Regions from separate parts of the Mus musculus genome. Here region 1 is linked to region 2. The links are chromatin contacts, called in public Hi-C maps. All regions are on one chromosome and are shown on one strand. The core of a region is the stretch at or near the end of the contact, and the rest is flanking DNA. Distances in the headings are between cores, read along the strand shown. Region 1 overlaps Gm52234 (a long non-coding RNA gene). Region 2 has its middle 210 kb from the start of Gm52234.

The links. A called contact is a pair of places that touch in the nucleus more often than the background predicts.
Region 1: a contact with region 2 is called in a Hi-C map of cerebral cortex, with 1.7 times the contacts expected there. The contact joins two enhancer-like sites. A contact is called at or near these places in 1 of 39 promoter capture datasets (hippocampal neurons), 6 of 484 Hi-C or Micro-C datasets (cerebellar granule neurons, cerebral cortex, cortical neurons and 2 more) and 1 of 115 datasets of contacts at active chromatin or transcription factors (embryonic stem cells).

What each region holds. Positions count from the first base shown.
Region 1 is chr16:5,923,450-5,929,553 of GRCm38.p6, reverse strand. Gm52234 (a long non-coding RNA gene) reads left to right here. Exons shown (of 3, transcript XR_003951860.1): 3 at 1-225. It also overlaps a transcript of Rbfox1 not described here. Among named protein-coding and RNA genes, the nearest start is that of Gm52234, 20 kb to the left of the region's middle. Within about 2 kb of position 2,338, at least 31 of the 459 cell types and tissues checked have an H3K27ac peak or open chromatin away from gene starts, as enhancers often do. A contact at or near this core is called in cerebral cortex and cortical neurons, where this site is marked.
Region 2 is chr16:5,731,642-5,738,175 of GRCm38.p6, reverse strand. No RefSeq gene overlaps it. Among named protein-coding and RNA genes, the nearest start is that of Gm52234, 210 kb to the left of the region's middle. Within about 2 kb of position 4,840, at least 6 of the 459 cell types and tissues checked have an H3K27ac peak or open chromatin away from gene starts, as enhancers often do. A contact at or near this core is called in cerebral cortex and cortical neurons, where this site is marked.

The sequences.
Region 1 (6,104 bases), core at 1,089-3,588, 190 kb before region 2:
AAAGAAACCAGGAATAGAATCTTCAGTCAAACTCTTTCCAGGAATGAGGGCACCTCCTTCAACCACAGACTTGTTCCTGAGTTTAGCAATGCAAAGTTCATTTGACATAATTAGTCAAACATTGCTTTTTAATATTTTATGTTACTTTTTTAAGATTTATTTTTTTAAAGTGTGTGTGTGTGTGTGTGTGTGTGTGTGTGTGTGTGTGTGTGTGTGTGTGTGTGTGTGTGTATACTTGTTCCTGCAGAGGCCAGAAGAGGGACTTCCTGGAACTGGAGTTACAGACGGATTGGAGTGCCAAGAACCCTTTAGACGTGCAATGCCTGCAATTAACCACTAAGCCATCATTCTAACCCTAAAAACTTGCTATTTTTTTTAATAAAAAGTGGTTTAAAAAATTAATAAAAATTTGCTAAAACAGTTTGGTAGGACTAAAAACAAGCAAAATCCTTCCATTGATTGTGAGCTGTGGGAAAAAAAAAGATTGCCTTCTTAATCGTTTAATATATAATTATAACTATAGCCTCATTACTGCACAGACCTCTTCTAAAACTTCCAAAAATAACTAAGTTCCAGGGGAATTTATGTGGCCTTGAAATTCCACAGACAGAAGAGCCTGAAGGTCCATTACTGACAAAGAATGCCAAGTGATCTTGTCCCTGCCTTTTAAAAGAGAATGTGCCAGCATGCTGTGGTATGAAGATATCATTTACTTCCAGAAAGGACACCTCTCCCCTCCCTTTCCCCTCAGCCATTTTCTCCTTCCCTCTACCTCTTTCCAACCTTTCAGACCTGTGTATTGAGTGTGTAGTTTGTGCCAGACATTGTGACAGGCACAGAGAAAGCACCCAGTCCTTGCAGAGACAGACAGGGTAAAGCTAGAAGCTGGAGGTGCTGTGGCTGAGCCACCCAGAAGATGGTGCTAAATTCTAGTTACTCCCTTCAGATGCAACCTGAGAGGTAGCAGGTGCCTCGGTTAGTAACTTGACTGGACTGAGATGCACCCAGAGAGGAGCAAAGGGCAGACCTGAGTGTGGGCAGCAGGCTGAGGGCCTAGGAGCAATAAAAGGGGGAAAAGAAGGGATCAAATGCAGCCATGTGTGCTCATGTGCATAGTTAATTTTTATTACATCTATTTACGTAATTTGCGTATATGAATGGGCACATGTGCCTGTGGGATTGCTTCTCTCCTTCCACCACATGGGCTCTGGGGATGAAAGTCATATGTATAAGCTCACCTTTCTCTCTCCTTTCTCCCAGGCCATGCCATCCCTTCCCAACAGGTTTACAGCCTCTGAATGCAGCATAAATCCTCCCTCTCTTAATTTGTGTCTGCCCAATGTTTTGTCACTGGCAGGAAATGCTGAGTCATGCAAAGGGGAAGACAGAGAAAACTGCTTCCGACCCATACAGAGCAGCATCTCCTCCTTGCATTACTGACAGAAGAAGTAACTGCAAGACAGTCTGATGGAAGGAAGGCCATAAAGAGCAACAGGGATGAAAGAGAGAAGAAACCCCAAAATACCTAGGGACAGTCTCCAGTTTCCGTCCCAAAGGAACTCACAGAAAGGCTAGTTTGGGGGATCTCACTGGTGCCCACCATCCTCACCCTCCCCAAGGTGAAACAGTCACATTGACTCTTGTGCCAAATGGCTGCAATGCCTGCTTTATGTTTCTGGCAGGCTTGGACGACTAACTGTTTCATGCCAGTGCTCTACCCCTAGTCCAGACAGTCTAGACAATGAGCTCTCATTTTTGAAAGTTTTTTCTTCCTATATAAGAATCAAATCCTTCCTGCAGTGGCAGTCACAGACATGGTCTTCAGCTCTATCCTTTAATACAACCCCAGCTATGAGGAAGGGCTTCCCCAGGGACACAGAGACTGTAGCTTTAGGCAAAAAGAAAAACCTCCATCTCACAAAACACAAAATCTCTCCCAACATATTCTGTCAAAAAAGCTCTGATATTGTGTCTAATATTAAGCCTTGTAAAATCCGCATCACAGACTCCTACAAGCACCACTGCTGGTTTATTTTCAATGAAACCTCAGATTCTTATCCAGGTGCCTGCTTCAATTTTCAGGTGTTTACGCACACACACACCCACACCCACACCCACACACACACACACACACACACACACCCTGCTCCCCAGCACACTCTTGCTGCTAACAAAATGAAACTGTATCAGACACCATTGTCTTTGAAAATTAAGAAAAACAAGTGATTGGCTATAGAGAGCAGAGGCTGGAACAGAAGGCAGAATGAAAGCCAGCTTAGCCTGTCTGCATCCACTGTAGGCCCTCTGCTGTGTGGGCACAGAAGAGAGAAGGAGTCCTGCTTTACTGTTTCCTTCAGAGAGTCTGGAAGCGCCTCACAGTGCACAGCATGGGTGATACATTCCATTCTATAGCACAATGGAGAAGCCATGGAGACAGGCTTTCCTTTCCAGTTCCCACAACCCTCAGACCACTTGGAAAGTAGAGACTGAATCTCAAAGGTGGAATGCTGATCACTGGGGTGGGCACTACTCTTTCTTTCTCTCTTCCCTCCAACTCCTCCCTGAAAGCTCAGGCCAGTGGTCCATCTTAGGATGCACTCAGAATGATAAGCCCAAGGTCAAGGCCAGCCAGTGCAGTGAGAATCAATTACTTTCCCCAGCCTATAAATCAGAGCTCCCACCTCCACCTCTCAGAGGATGGCAGAGGGTGTGGAGGGCAAGAGAAGCATCCAGGCAACACCAGGTCAAAGCCAAGGCCAGGCATGATGACCTACAGTCACTTCCATCCAAACATGCATCTGTTTCCAGACAAGAACCTGCTCCTGGAAGAGCCACAGTAGGACATGATGCATTCCTGCAGTAAGGGAATCATGGGTTCTATTTACAATTCTGGAGCAATCTACTAAAATGGCATCAGACTCCCAACTGTGCTCCAACAGTACCAGACAACAACGTTGAGAGGCATCTTCCCAGAATTCTTCATTTCCAGCAGTGTGTAGCTTTATAGTTAGAGTTGGACATATGCTGCGTTTCCCCCCCCCCTCCTGGACACATTGGCCAATGCTCCGAATTCTTAGATATCAAAATGGGGGATGATAAACAAAGTAAAGGAGAGGAATGGTTTGGGGTGTACAATAGGTAAAACATTAGCAGATGAGAGACCAGAAGGTTGTGTAACCACAAAGTAAGCTGTGCTAGAAAAGGTCTGTTTTGAGTCCAAAAAAGAAATTTCGCACCCAATGGATCTTACTTAGTGAGGGAGGTACATAGAAGTTAGGCAAGCTAAGGCTGCAAAGACCTCATAAAGAGAAGGAATCGACACTCAGCTGGAGTCCTCCCAAGAAGGAAGGAGATATCTCCTCAACTGGGGAGGTGAGGACACTCCAGGCTCCTGGTTGCCCTGGTGACCAGAACACTCTTCACATGATAATGGCTTAGAAATGAACACAATCACTTGGACATGAAATAAACAGTGAACTTTGGAGTGAAAGACGGCCGGCCATGAGAGCTCCACACAGGAAGAGTTGAGGATGTGGAGTCTGGGTGGAAGTCATTAGGCATCATGGTATGGACAGTGTTGAGTACTGGGAGAAGTATTATGAGCCTGACAGGTAAGGGACAGGCTAATGATAGCTAATGCCTTTGACAAGTAATATGTCTGCCATTTCTCTTTCTGGCATGCTGTAGCCTACAAAGTCTAAATTAAGTGTTAATGAGCCCATATTGATCTCCCTGATCCCTTCTGCCTTCAGCATGAGGAAGGCAGGCTGACTGGGGAGACTCAGTTGGGATTCAGTCTTTGGATGTGGGCATCTCCCTGGGTGATCATGGCCACTCTGCCTTCCCTCCTGCTGTCCACACCAGACCAAGTTCATGGAGGCAACCTCAAAGACTCTGCTGTTCAGTGCTCAGTGAACTGCCTGGGACATAGCACCCAGATAGTTCAACGCTCATCTTGATGATTGTAGTGAAAGCAGCATTTCATGGATGTGATCAACACCTATGAACTCTTGACATAAGCAAACAACCTTCAGGAATGGGGAGGAGCCTGGTCTTCTGAGCTGAAAGCCTTTACAGCAAAGATGGATTTCCTGGAGATAAAGGAAAGTTGTCCTCATATGATATCAGAGAAATTCCACCAGCTTCCTGCCAGCTGGCTTTCTATAATCCACTTCCAGACTTGCCAGACCTCAGAATCACAGGAGACAGTTCCTAAAAATAAATCTTCCCAGAGATTGATAAAGAAATAAGTGTCTTTGGATATGGATATACACATATATACATATGGCTGGGGTATAGTGTCTTATAATATGAAATATCTATTTGGTCTTTGTTCTAACTTCTTGCCACATAACTGTCTAAACCTAGAGTGTCTCCAAATCATGTGTCTTTTCAGGTGCAGGTGATTTACTGATGCCCAGGGGCTCCTAGGGCCTCAGAGAGAAGCTGCTTGCTAAGAGGAAATTCCATGTGATTAGAGGGTTAGAATTTTGAGTTCTCCCCTAACACATACCACTGAGAAAGGGGAAAAGGCCAATGATGTCATCAATTATGCATACATAATGAAGCTTCTGTTAAAAGCACAAAAAGGGCAGAGTTCACAGGCCTTCCAGAGAGCTGAAACCTGGATCACACTTACAGGGGAGGCAGGGAAGCCTCCATGTTTTTCCCTCAGGCATGGTCTCATCCCAATATTGTATTGTATGTACCAGAATGCATAAAAATGTGTGTGTACATGTTAAGCAAATTGATCTTTGTCTTTTATAGCACTGTGTGCACTGTATATGCATGGAGACTAGAGGTCAATGCCGAGTCTCCATCTTGTTTTTTGAAACAGGATCTCTCACTGAATCGGACCACAGTTGAGAACTGCTACAGGCTGGCAGATGAAATCTAGGAATCCATCTGGTTATGCCTCAACAGTGCTAGGATTGCAAACATAGGATTGTAAACCATGCCTGGCTTTTCCATGGGTGCTGGGGATACGAACTCAGCTTTTCAGGTTTGCATGGGAGGTTACTGAGCAACCTCCTTAGTCCTGAAACCTTTATAAGTCATAGACAAACATAGATCATGCTTTCCTGAGTTCTATGAAACCCTGAAAATTCATCAAACTCGATGGAGTTGTAGAAATCCTGATTTGCAGTGGTGTGTCTGAAGTACTGACTGCCACCTGAGGGTTTGTGATTGGCACCTAAAGTGGGAAACACTTCAGGAGATGCCCCTCAATCCACAGACTCCAACTCTTACTACAGCTAGTTTTTGGGGGGATTGAAATGCCTTATGGGGAGTCCAGGTGATGTCTACTGAATAATTGGTTATTAAAGTAGAAAATCCCTCACTTTTGGATATAGATGTTTTGTATTGTCTAAAGTGTGAAAATACAGAGAAACTGTATGTTTGAAACCTATTTTTAATATTATGTTTTATTTTTTTAAGTATGCATATACCTGTGTGTAGGTGTGTGCACACCAATACAGTTGTTCCCAGAGGCCAGAAACACAAGATCTCCTCAAATCCCAGTGTGCTTGCAGGGAACCATACTTAGGTCCTCTGTAAAACAGTATATAATCTTAACTTCTGTGCCATCTTTCTAGCCCCTGGGAAAATGTATATTTTTTATTAACATTTTATATGTGTGTGTATATAAGTTTATATATACACAACAAAGAATTATATAACATATAAGATAAGTCTAGATATATTATATAAATATGAAATAAGAACTAAGTTCCTTGAGACTTGAGATGGGACCTTGAAATCTTATCACTTATACGTACTGGCTCTAGCCCCACCCCCTGATATCACCATGAACAAGTTTACTGTAACCTCTAGTCTTACTATTTAGGAACTCAGTCTACTGGCTTGGTACACCAGTTTCTTTACCCATCAGTCTATTGTCAGGAGCACAAAGTGTATTCTCCTGCATCTGCTGCCAAGATGAGCAGGCACCAACTCCTCAAGAACCACTCAGGAGATTGAGCACGGCTCACTCAGAGAAAGAGTGATGCAATCAGCCTCTAGCTACAGTAGCTACTGATGGGAACTGTGGTCATGATCAGTGTGGGGACAGAGCAGGGACAGGGCTGAGGCAGACTTGTCTC
Region 2 (6,534 bases), core at 3,591-6,090:
AGAGCCCCACCCATTCCAGACTCCACTTTATCCTTCCTGCATTATATGCACCTGAGAGGGAAGAAGTGGAGGGCACGGACCCATAGCTGGTTGCCAAAACACATGCCTCACTCCTCCACTATTACAGACTGTCCTAACTGTGAGCCAGAGTCAACTCTTCTCTCCTTAAGTTGCTTTAGTCAGGGCCTTTCATCACAGTTACAAGAAAAGTGACTGATACAGGATCCTTAGAAAAGTGAAGTTGTGGGGATGGAGGGGCTCAGCTCTCTGCTGTGGGAAGCCAGTGAGAAGGTGCAATCTACCAACCCAGAATCATCACTCACCAGACATCAGATGTTTCAGCACCTAGACCTTGGCCTTCCAGTCTCTAGGCCCTTGACATCTGCATGGCAGTGATGTAAGCTTTATGGTTTACATCATTCTAACAGACAGATACCCACTAGCTAGTTAGCATTCCCAATGGCACCCTGCAGAACAGGTGTTTTGAATGTAGAACCCATCTCAAGGCAAAAGCTGCTGTCCCATAGTAACCAAGAGCCTAGGGAAGCACTTACAGTCTTGTGTGAGCCAACACTTTCAGCAGCCCCTTGCAGGTACACCATTTCTTACATAGGAGAGCCCACCTTTCCCTAGAGGAATGGTCAAGGCTACACAGAGTCCTGGCCTATGGCAATCATTCCATGTCTACTATGGCCTACAGCTCCTCCCCCCTACCCAAGCCTTCCAGAATTCCATATTCATGTGCTCATCCTAATAGCACCAAAAGAGTTGCATCACAAAGTCCCAGGCTATGGAGTTGGTCACTATCAGGCCCATTAAACACAAGAACAACAGGCAAGCTTTCTCCTCAAGGGAACAAGCACAGTGTTCTTGAGGCTGGAGTCTCAGCAAAACATTGTCATCAGAGCCTGGGTAGCACAGCCTCTGGGATCAGCTTAGTTCTCCAGACTCTAAAGCCTGCCTGACTCGTTGCTGTACAGATGCCCTGGTTCAGGCAAGGATGGAATTCTGTGGTAGACGTGGGGAACAGGCTAGACTGGGCCTTGCAACACCTCAAAAGTATCCTACATCTTTGGGCTAAAGCGGTCCAGCATGAAAGGTTCCTTAGCTGAGCAGGAAGAACAGATCTGGTAAACCTGGCCACACAACGCCGAAAGGGTCATTAACAGCTAGAAAGGGGGCTGAAGAAATCAGGGCCTCGTGCTGAGAAAATGGCTTTGGTAGAAGCTCAATACTCGGTGAGACTTAGTTTCTCCCCAGCTAGAGACCAAGAGAACATGAGTTTTGTGTAAGTGTGTGCATGTGTGTTTGTGTATGTGTTGTATATGTGTGCTCTTGTGCATCCATGCACACAAATATGCATTGTATGCTCATGTGTGCAAGTGCAGAGGTCAGAAGTTGCCATTACACATCTCCCTCTATTGCTGCTTTATTTTTTGAAACAGGGTCTCTCACTGACTTGGGAGCTCCCTGTCTCAGCAAGTGTGGCTGGCCAACAAGGCCCCGAAATCCTCCTGTCTCAGCCTCGGAATCCTGAGGTACAGATGCGTGATGCTACATCCAGCTCTTTACTTGGGTGCTTGGCACCCAATCTCAAGTCCTCATCCTTGCACAGCAAATATTGTCCCTATTGTGCATCTTCCCAGCCCCTTCCAAGTGACTTTTCCTCCCAGGTCAGTCCTGAGCTGAGGGTAGGATGTACATCTGGGCCTGAGAAGAAGTTGCTGTGGACAAGTTTAATACATTTTTAGCACCAGTCTAAGCTTCTTGATCTCTGTACTGTTGCAAGTGGAGGTGAAATTCAAGAGTAAATCCCTGGATTTCAGAGTCCTCTTGCTCACTACACAGTATTTACTGAGAGCTCTGGCTTCTGCCCTGTATATGCTAGAAATACACACTCCAAAATGTGAGCCTATCACGGCCTCCAGACATGGATATATGTCCCCTGGCTGCAGAAATATACCACTGGTAGTGACCCTGAGTAGGAACACTACACACACACACACACACACACACACACACACACACAGTGTCTGCCACCTAGTCCATCAAGCAAAGAAGCTTCTAGAATAGGGAATGGCTCAGTGGTAGAACACCTGCTTGGCATGTGTGATGATCCCTCCAATATGTGGGAGGAGGGGTGATAGATAGATAAATAGATGGTAGATAGATAGACAGATAGATAGATGACAGTCTCAAGACCAATATTAGAGCTTACAGAAATGGCACATAAAAAGAGACAGAGCACATAAAGAAATCTGATCACCATAAGCCACTGCTTTTGCTGTCCTATCTCATCTCTATAAGGCAGGACTTCACTATCAGGCCCAGGCTGACCTTGAGCTCCTGGTTCTCCTGCCTCAACCTCCTGAGTACTAGAATTACAAGCATGTACTATCACCTCTGGCTGAAAAATGTAATTAGGGTAGCTAGTGTAATTGGCAACTCCTCATGAGTACTAGGATTATAGGCATGCATCACCTCCAGCTTTTGTTCTTGATTTGGTTGCTGATGTTTAGTTTTTATTTATTTTTAAGCAGAGTCTTACTATGAAGCTCCTCTTGCTTCAAACACTGTCATGGTCTCCCCATCAGGGCAGTGGCTGGAATCAGGGGCAGGAATGGAAGCTGAGCCAGACTCCTGCTCAGCAACCTTCACCCACACAAGGAGACCAAGAGCCTCTCTGGGACAAAGCCAATGGCTGGTGTCAGCCTGAAGAGGTATCTTCCTCCTTCTGCTCCAACACAGGGAGTGGGTGGCAACTGGAGGGCTTGAAGACAGGAAGTGGGGGTGGCCCGGAGTCACTGGGACTTAGAGCTTGAGCCATCTCTGAGTAAGACCCTCTCTGACTCACAGGCTGAAACATCAGAAGAAACAATGGGGCCTGTGAGATTCTTCTGCCAGAGTGAAATCTCCTCTACATCATCGGTGACCTTCTGGGCTGCCCCCATGAGTGTGATCCAGGCAAAGGGAACGGCAGGTATAGTCAAGGCACTCAGAAAACTTCCAGAACATCTACAATCTGTCCATAGTGGGATGAGGGTGTCAGGAAGGGAAGGGAACTTAGGTAACTGTGACTCAGGCTTGGCACAGAGCTGAGGACAGGGCCAGAGGTAAGGGCATCGTTCTTACAAGGAAAGAATCGGGCTCTTCTCCAGGGCGCATGTCCAGATGATACCTCTCGTGAAAAGCATCACACAGTCATGTTTCCTCTGGGGACATGTCTCTGGATTCAGGGTGGAAGAGGTGACAGGCAAATCATGTCTGAAGATCAGAAGACATCCCTGGAAGGTGGCTTTCTCCCTTGCCTCTTCTGCCCCTCCTTGGAACTCCGTCCTGGAGTGACATTCCGACCCATCAGCCTACCTGACATTGGTGATATGGGAAGCTCTTCCTGCTGAGAGAAGGTTGGCTGATCTGGAGCTAGACCCACAGCCTGGCTGTCCTGTCCTCAGGACAACTTCCCACAGGCATCAGGAGATACATGAGGTTGTTATCCCTTGGGAGTGAAGATGTTCTGGGTACCAAGTGGAATAAGAGCAAGGCTTTTGCTGGTAGCCTGTAAGGCATAGTGACAACACTGAATGTCCTGGACTCCAGATGTGCATAAATAGAATGGGGCAATCCTAAGTCAGGATGGGAAAGGGAGCAGTGGTTTGAGAAGCAACTGGAAAGGAGTCTTCAGGTCTAGGTGATAAATTAGACATAAAAGGAGGAAGAGTAAAGAAGAACCTATGCATCTCCTAAGGAGGTGGCAAGGTCATAGCTCTGGGTGCTGGAGACAGAGAGTGTGTTGTGAGACTTTCCCCAGGGAGATGTGAACTGACACCCTTTCACTCAAGCTAGGGTACTGATGACCAAAAAAAAAAATATTCCAAGTGTTGCTTGATGAATGAAGATGGTGCGACTACTCACGTGACTCCCTCCCATGAGGGAGAATGAGCAACCTGGTGGGAGGCCAGCTTTGGTACTGCTGGTGAGCGGGCTACTCACAGACTCATGGACAACGGGCTGCTTCCATCTTCTGGTGGCAGGGGCTGGTGGGGCAGTGGGGGACTCTTGGGGACCCTCCTGTGTAATCACAGGGCCGTGACTTCAGGACAGCAACAGTCTCTTCGTGGTTGCAAGATAAGGTTCTACAATGCATGGATAGGGACAAGCAATCCCACATGGGACTTTTGGAAAGCGATCCTCTAAGGTCCCGCTCTCAGCTGTCAGCAACTTCCTGGTTCTGTACACAGAATCGCTGAGGGCCTGATGGGCCTCCTGGCCTTCCTGGGCCCAGAAGTCCCAGCCCTCCAGGTTCTCTGTGGACCAGGCAAGCATCCCCAGAGCCAGAGCTCCCCTGGTGGTGAGAGAGAGAGAGAAAGAGAAGCTACCCTCCCCTCCCTCTGCCACCAGGAGCTGCTCAGCCTCTGCCTAATTAAACATCTGCTCCAAGCCACAATTTGCTAAATTGCCTCACACTCTAACTTCTGGCAGGAATCGAACTGATTTTTCAACTTGAGGGCCAGACCTCTCCCCAAACAGCCACAGCTTTCCATGTCCTTTAGTCTTCCACAGAATTTTATGTCCCCACCACGCTCCTGGAACAAGGGGAGAGCCTGGGTCAGGGACAATGATAAAGACTCTGTCCCTTGCTGAGACAAGAAGCCTCTGGGTAAGCTCCTGGATGAACTTGTAATCAATTGTTCCTACAAAAAGACTAGAGGAGGATATGAATAAGTAATCAGAAGGAAAGGCTTGCCAAATTGGGTTTAATCAAGAGCTAAAACGGGTGAGGCAGGAAATACGTTTCCATGAGGGTGGGAGATGGGGCTGCTTTCCTCAAACAACCTCAAAAAAGGGGGTGGGGCTGGAGTTTCTCAAAGCAGAGTCCATACACCTCAGAGTCCTGCAAGCAGGGATGTTTGTTAGGGAACACAAATTCTCAGACACAACCTCTGAGCATGCGGTCTACGTGCAGACCCTGACATCAGGACCTCTATATCCAGTCTTCCAGATCCGTGGTGCCATACTCCGCTAATAGCAGGAGTGACACTCAAGTCTGTCTCCCACGTAACATAAAGAGGCCTGGCAGCACTGGGGTAGGAAATGGCTCAATGGGCAAGGTGCCTGAGATGCAAGCGTGAGGACCTGGGTATGATTCCCCCAGAAGCCTAGCAAAAAAGCCAGGCTGGGCAGTGCTCATCTCCAGACCCAGTGCTGGGAGTCAGAGGCAGGACAGGACCTGGAGCTCACTAGCCAGCCAACCCAGCTGAATCAGTGAGCTCTAGGTCCAGTGAGACTCTTGAAAATTCAATGGGGAGCAACTGTCTCAGTGAGCTTTACTGTCAATTGGGCCTAGCCTGGACTCACTTGAGAAAGGAAGTCTCAAATGAATGATTGCCCAACTGTGGCCATGTCTGTGGAAAGTGTCTTAGTGATTAACTAATGTAGGAGGGCCCAACCCATTTGGATAGCACCGTCCCTGGGCAGGTGGTCCTGAGCTGAATAAGAAAGCTGGCTAATCATGAGTCCATCCATAAAAGGCCACGAATTGAAGAACCTCCGTGATTTCTGCTTCAAATTCTTGTTTGAATTACTGCCCTGACTTCCATCAGTGATGGACTGTGACCTGGAAATATAAGAGAAATAAATCCCTCCTTCGCCTAAGTTGCTTTTGGCCAGAATGTTTTTTTTATCACAGCAACAGAAAGGAAATTAGAGAAAAACACTCGAAAAATGACCTCTCTAGCCTCCATAGGCAATGTGCATACCCTCATGCATGCCCTCAATAACACATATGCAAACTCATGCACTCATGTGAACATGCATGCACACATAGAGCCCCCCAAAAGGCTATGTGCACTCATGTTCCAAATTGCTATGGGCTGCTCAAACTGACAGTCTCATTCACACTGGGCAGCTGCCATCCTGGCTGCTATGCAACACTCTACCTCAATGTTCTTGATGTCAGGTGTTCACTCCTTTCTGTTCACTTCCACACCCTCATTCTCCAAAATCTTGACTTCCACCCCCAACCCACGACTCAGCCAGGGACCTCTGTACCCTTACAGCCCTATCACATTTAATGGCACAAGTATGTCCGATAAAGATACCCCAACTCCCTTCCTCAGAGTCATCATCCCAGACAGACAGCCCTAGGGGACAAATCTACCTCCAGTGGAGCAGCTGTAGGCTGCAGATGCAGTTCAGGCATGAAGCACTTCCTGAGCTTGTGAAAGTCTTTGCATTCAATTCCCACCATCATCCCAAAACACAAGATTTTTCTTGGTGCAGCCTTAGAACAGAGAAAGGAAACCAGAGGCAGAGAAAACCCTAACACCCCTTAAGGTCTCTTAGTCTCTTAGATTCTTGGAAGTCCCCCAATTCCATTTTTAGGTCAGGCAGCATATCACTATAGCTGGCTCATTTAGAACTCACTATATAGATCATGTTCTTCTTGAATGTGGAGATATCCCCCTGCCTCTGCCTATCCAGTTCTGGGATTACACGCCATCTGCCACTACACCTGTCTTTAAGAATACTTTT